Regions from separate parts of the Mus musculus genome. Here region 2 is linked to region 1. The links are chromatin contacts, called in public Hi-C maps. All regions are on one chromosome and are shown on one strand. The core of a region is the stretch at or near the end of the contact, and the rest is flanking DNA. Distances in the headings are between cores, read along the strand shown. Region 1 holds the start of Cic (capicua transcriptional repressor). Region 2 holds the start of 2310022A10Rik (RIKEN cDNA 2310022A10 gene).

Region 1 (3,146 bases), core at 45-2,544:
CACTCTCTCCCATCTTGTCACCACCTCTACCTTATTTTCTCAGATACTAGGCCCCCTCCTGTTACCCCCCCCCGCTGGTCACCCCCATTTATTTATATCACCTATTCCTCCTATTCACTCTTCTGTCGGCCATCTCTAGACCTCCAAATCTGACACCTCTGCCCATCGCCTCTCTTTATCACCCCCTCCAACTCGGTCCCCTTCCTCTCCCTGTCACCCTGATCTAATCCTGTTACCCCTCCATTCCTGTTATCAGTACTCTCCCCTAGTTGCTCCTTTTCTGTCACTCCCCACTTCCTACCACTTCTTCCACTCTGTCACCCCTTCCCACACCATTCCGCCCACCTCTTTTGCCCTGTACCCCTTTCCCGTCCCTGCCACCTGTCCCCTCTCGGCCTCCAGCTCCCCTCCACCCCCACGCAGTGTCAGCCCTAGCCCCGCCCTTCACCTCGGGCTCCGCGGGGTTTCGGGGCGGGGGGCCGTGGCCCCGGCTCAGTCCGGTCCGGTCCCTCCCCGCCCCCCCTCCGGCTCTCCCTCTCGATTCTCCCTTTTTTTTTTACTCCAACACACAAAATGGTGAATGGACCTGCAACAGCTGGAGCAACCAGCCAATAAACGGCCACAACCCCGGTGACCGGCGCCAACCTAGACCAATAGATATTCGCTGTCTAGTCGGCTCCGCCTATCATCCGCAAGCGACACTTGCTACCACCAATTGCGCTCTTCCGGCAGCGCCAAGGGGCGGGGTCAAATTCCAAGACCGGCCTCCCTCCGGGACCGACACCAACCTAAGCCTACGACTGCCTGATCTGCCTAGAACTCTACCTTACAACAAGTAATGGACACCTCCTTTAACCAATTAACAGACTATTTATATGCCGAATGACAATTACAGTACCCAATCACCATCCATCTTAAGCAAGAAACCACCCCCTGCGAGGGACAGTAACCAATAAAATGAAGGGAGGCGGGACTAAAGGATATGCCCTCCAATAAACAAGCTCGAGAGGCGTGGCCCGAGGGTTTGTTGACCAGCTGAACGCAATGCCTGCTGGGAATAGTAGTCTTCTTCTGTATCCGGCCCGTAGTCAGAAGCATAAGTCAGACTACAACTCCCATGTGACAGAGTGCATGGAGCTCCAAAGAACCCGGGCGAAGAGAAAAAGTCGGAAAGGGCAGCTCCTCCTGAGTCTCGCTGGACACTGGGAACATCTTAGACCCAGGGCCCCGACTCACCCGGATTGCTGGCTCTGGCGTCGCCAGTGGCTCCTCGCTGAGGCGGCTGTAGCGGCACGAGGGGGAGGTGCAAAGAGCAGCCAACCGACACCCGCGAGCCCCGCAGCCAATCAGCAACGGCAGGGGCGGTGCAATGACCTCACCGGTTCTACTCTCTTACCCCTCCCCCACGTGGTTGTTGGTGCTGGTAAACCAGAGTAGAGAAGTTTGGGGTAGGGGGATGGGAGGAGAACTAGTGATGTCACCTTTCCTCTGCATGATTGGCTGTCGGGTGGCCGGACTACGGCCAATCAACAGTCTCAAAAAGTCTGGCGCGGCCCCGCGGAAAGCCCTGTTGCCACCAGAAGGAGAGAGGACCTGCGGTTGTAGGGTAGCGCGCTCTGCAGTACTGGCAACCCGCGTGGCCTGTGGCCGTGATGTCAACTCCAAGACTTTTTGATTTTAGGACGGCGCACTTTTCTGATCGCACCCTCCAATCTCCAAACTTTTCTTTTGCGTCACTTCCTGGGGTTTCACACTTCATTCCGAAGGCGAATAGCCCTATGGCTTTTCACACCTGAGGAAAGATGTGTAAAAATCTTGGGGTGGGTGTCACACCGGAGGTGAGGAGAAGAGCATGTGCCACATACCCTCTGAGGCATAGACAGCTGTTGCCCCGGTGCCGAGTTTACACCAGGTGTGACTATCCCTAGCTTCAGTCTTCCCATCAGGTTTCCCTTGGATCAAAGGATAATGGAGAATGGTGTACTCCTCCTCTAATGAAGGTTTCTCTTGCATATGATGGATACTCAAGACTGTAATAGTGAAACACACACACACACACACATCTGGTCTATTGTAGCACATCTTACTGTTGGTGCTGGTTAGTTTTTAAGTTGACACAAGTACCAAATCCTGACATAGAGTGAACCCCAATTGTCTCCAAAAGATTGCCCTGTAGGCAAGTCAGTGCAGTACTATCTTAATTAGTGGTTGGTGTAGGAGGGTCCAACCCATTGTGGGTGGGTGCAACCCCTGAGAAAGTGGTCCTGGGAAGCAGGCGAAACAAACCATGGAGAGCAAGCCATTATGAAGGGTTCTTGCATGGCTTCCCCATTGAATTCTTGCCCAGAGTTCCTGCCCTGACGCCCCTTCAGATGGGCTTGATGAAATATAAGTTGAGATAAACCCCTTTCTCATTGAGCTGCTTTTAGTTATTCTGCTTTCCTTATGCTTGCACTATGCTCTGTAAGAGAATGTTCTGGGATATATGGCTGCTTCACATAGGACATGCAAAAAGCACCCATTATCTATGGCACTTACAGTGAGGCAACTTCTCGATATCTACAGGAAGTTCCCACCGTGCCGCAGACCCTATTGATCCCTTGTCTGCATGGAACGGGTCTCTAGTCTCAGGTGGGCAAGGAGTCAGCGGGAATGGATGGACAGACTCAACACAAGGGAGTGTGGATCTGAATGTAATTTGTCAAATTGAGCATCAAACTTTTTATACAGAAGAAAATAGGGAAGATGGGTGACACCAGCAAGGTACAAAGAGGTTACTGGATTCTTACACAAAACAGAGGAATGCAAACACGGAAGAACTGGCAGGAACCAACTGAGATAAAATTCTGTTAACAACTGGGATCAGAAACAGCTCCACCTAAGGTCCACTTAATCTTAGAAGCCAGGGGCTTGTGCCCTTGCCATAGTTCCTACTCTAGTCTATTGTATAGTCCACCTTCCCCCTAGGCCATTGTAAATACTTGCGTTTGGGTGTAACTCAGCTATCTATAGTTCTAAGTATCTACTCTGGTTCCTCTTTAGGTCACTTTAGGTTCTAAGTATCTACTTCTGGTTCCTCGTTATCTTCCTAGATAATGGTCAATTTCCAGGCAGCGGTGGCACACGCCTTTAATCCCAGCACTTGG
Region 2 (3,096 bases), core at 533-3,032, 2.3 Mb before region 1:
GTCTCAAAAAAGCCAAAGAAGGGGTGGAAAGGTGGAGAGGAAGGGGGGAGGGGAACTTAGACCCAACCCTGACCTCAGGCAGGTAGCTCTGCTTTCTGGGACTCCCCCTCTTGGAGCCATTTAAGGACGGTCCCACTACTGCTCATCATAGCAGCAGGTACCTGCAGTCTTGGCACTTGGGAAGTTGAGGCTTTTGAGTTCCAGGCCAGGTGTGCTCCGTGGACAGCCCTTACCTCAAAAAGCCGAGGGCTGGGAAACTGCTCAGTGGTGGGGCACTTGCCTAGCGTGTGCCTGGCCTGGGTTCCATTGCCAGGACTTTAAAGTAAATGATAGGACAACCTACTCAAAGGTGCCTGCCATCAAGTCAGACAACAGGAGTTCTGTCGCCTGAACCGGCATCCCACTCGGAGAAAGAGAACTGACTCCCAAAACTTTTCCTAATCTCCACAGAAATGCATGGGCAGGTACATCAATGGGGAAAAAAATTAAAAACAAGTACCTCTGCTTTTCTCCTGGGGGGGGGGGGGGCGGCAGGTGGGGAGGGGCAGAGAGATAAGTAGGCTAAGTAGGTAAAGGCCACCAGGCCAAGCTATCCTCTGGTTTTACATACAGTGTAATAAAACATGTCATTTAAAATTAAAAAATATATATATTAGAGGGGTTAAAACAGCAAACTCAAAGTTCCTACAACTACGTCTGACAGGTATTCATTAAATCTGAACTAAACTAGTGACAGACTGGGACAGTTGTAGACCTAATGTAAGTTGCATGCAGATGTGAGGTGGAAACCAAGTATATAAGACTATTTAGCCACCCTGGCATGATAGCAGAGGCTTTTAATCCCAGCACTGGGTAGAGGGGCAGAGGCAGGCAGTTTATCTGTGAGTTCAAAGCCAACCTGGTCTATGTAGTGAGTTCCACGACAGAAAGAGCTACAAACAGAGACCCAGCTTCAAAAATAATAAATAAGTAAATAAACAAACAAACACACAAACAAAACAACTTTTCAAGTATCTTTCATTTACTGCCCACAAATGAAGAGGAATGTTCTATTTCTATTGTATTTCAAGTTAAGGTTCCCTTCTCCTGGCTAGGATAACAATGCAAAATGCCCCCTTTTAAATTGAGGAACATGCATTAGTCATTATTTTAAATCGCTATTTCAGGACTCAGGAAAGAGGCAAACAATCTTCTTGACTGTTGTTTTGCTTCCTTTGGGCTTCCCTCCTCTATGTTGTTAGAACTCTCAGCTACAATCCCGATCCACCGAGCTGTTGGTATGCCAAAGACATTCATCAGGATCCACACGACGAACATAGGAGCCTGAGATTATCGGTTTTCACTAAACAGAGAAAACTTGGGCTCAGAAAGGTAATGACACAGGCCCAGTTCTTGCAAAGGGAAGCTGGGATTAGAACCCAAACCCGCTGGCCTGCTAGCTCGGGCAGCTCCCGCGCGGGTACCCATCATCAGTGCTAACGAGGATGGAAGAGTAACATGGAGAGCTCTGAGAGCAGAACGGGTGTGCACGACCTGACGTCCCATTACACGGGTTCTACGGTCAGCTTCTGGGCCCCCATTGTACAGAAGAGGAAACTGAGGCTCAGAAAGAGAAATCATTTATCTGATCGTACAGTATGGGCTGCGCGGGAAGTCCAGACCCCCGGCCACCCCGTATCTCCATCCCTAACCTCCTCCGTCCCAGTCCCGCACCTCACCTGGCACTCTGGGGCCCGCACCCCCACGAGGCGCCCGCCCGCCCTCCGGGTCGCGCCAACTGTCAGACACTCCTCCCTCGGCCTGGGCCGCCCGCCCCGGAAGTCCTGCCCTTGATACCGGAAGCCAGACTGCACCTTCCACCAGCCGCTCTAGCCCTCCTAGCCTCCAACCAGCAAGAGAGTGTGGGGCGGCGACCATCACATGACAACACAGAGCCTCGGTCGCGAAGAACGCCGCCAATCAGAAAGGATCAAGTCTAGCCCCCACCCTGCCCGCAGTCTAGCGCGACTGCGCCTGCGCACAGGTGGGCGGGAAGGCGGGGCTAGGTTCTGGAGTAGAAGACTCTGACGTGCAGGTACTGTGCGATCTGGTGCGCGACACCTTGGCTGCCCTCCCTGTGTCACCCTCTCGTCTATAATGCATCTCTTCTATATCGTCCTTGGCCCACTTAGGTGCCCTCATCCCTTCTCTTAAATCATACCCCACTTAAATCGTCACCACCCCTCCCCTTCTGACGCCATGACCTCTCTCACATCGCCCCCTCCTTTAAGAAGTAATTTTTGTTTTTTTGTTTGTTTACAATTAATTGAGTATCTGTGACTGCATTTACCCGAGGAGATCAGAAGATGTCTAATTCCCTGGATTTGTAGTTACGAATGGTTGTGAGCCATCCCATGTGAATGCTGGGTTTTCTAGTTCAGGTCCTTTGGAAGAGCAACAAGTGCTTTTAACTGCTGCACCATCTCTTCAGCACAAACATTGTCCTTTTTATTCATTTTCATTCCCCTTAAGCCCTGATTGGCCTTATATGCTCAGTTTTCTCTTTTTATGTGACAGGGTCTCCTTGTAACCTCAAAGTATGTCAGCTCAGACACGCCCCTGCTGTCCCCAGTGCTCCGCTGGTCACTCTTCCATCTTTGTTAGCACTGGGTACCTGTGCGGGAGATTAGCATTCAGTCACCAGTGCAACTCAGGCTGGCCTTGAATTTTAGATCCAATTGCTCAGCCTCCTGAGTGTGGGGATTGCAAGCACTGATGAGCCGGTCTCTCTGTCATCATTGTCTTAGTCACCCACACATCTCCTTCATGAAACCCCCATTTCCCCTAAATCTCTTCATACCAGTTATTCTTGTACTTCCTGTTTCCATCTCCCCTTAGATTACCCTCAAATCGCCCTGGTGTCTCCATCTCTCCACTAACACATCTGTATTCAGCATTACCCACAAGGAGCCACCCAGCCTTATAGCTTTCCCTCCTCTGTGGGTACACGTTTCACATATTTCCATGGTGTGGGATATTATATGGTATTCTATGGTATCCCAGGGTCCCAGCTTCACCCCTAAACCTGTGGGAAACCCAGGCCACCAAACCATGCCT

The links. Hi-C and Micro-C count contacts between places; a contact is called where the count stands out from the background.
Region 2: a contact with region 1 is called in a Hi-C map of B cells, with 5 read pairs. The contact joins the promoter of 2310022A10Rik here to the promoter of Cic in region 1. A contact is called at or near these places in 1 of 39 promoter capture datasets (cranial neural crest) and 1 of 484 Hi-C or Micro-C datasets (B cells).

Annotation. Positions count from the first base shown.
Region 1 is chr7:25,265,847-25,268,992 of GRCm38.p6, reverse strand. It overlaps Cic (capicua transcriptional repressor), which reads right to left and starts at 1,294. Exons shown (of 21, transcript NM_001302811.1): 1 at 1,237-1,294. Gm45974 (a long non-coding RNA gene) reads left to right here. Exons shown (of 3, transcript XR_001778066.2): 3 at 596-660.
Region 2 is chr7:27,551,976-27,555,071 of GRCm38.p6, reverse strand. It overlaps 2310022A10Rik (RIKEN cDNA 2310022A10 gene), which reads right to left and starts at 1,782. Exons shown (of 10, transcript NM_175107.5): 1 at 1,719-1,782. Pld3 (phospholipase D family, member 3) reads left to right here and starts at 1,854. Exons shown (of 14, transcript NM_011116.2): 1 at 1,854-2,074.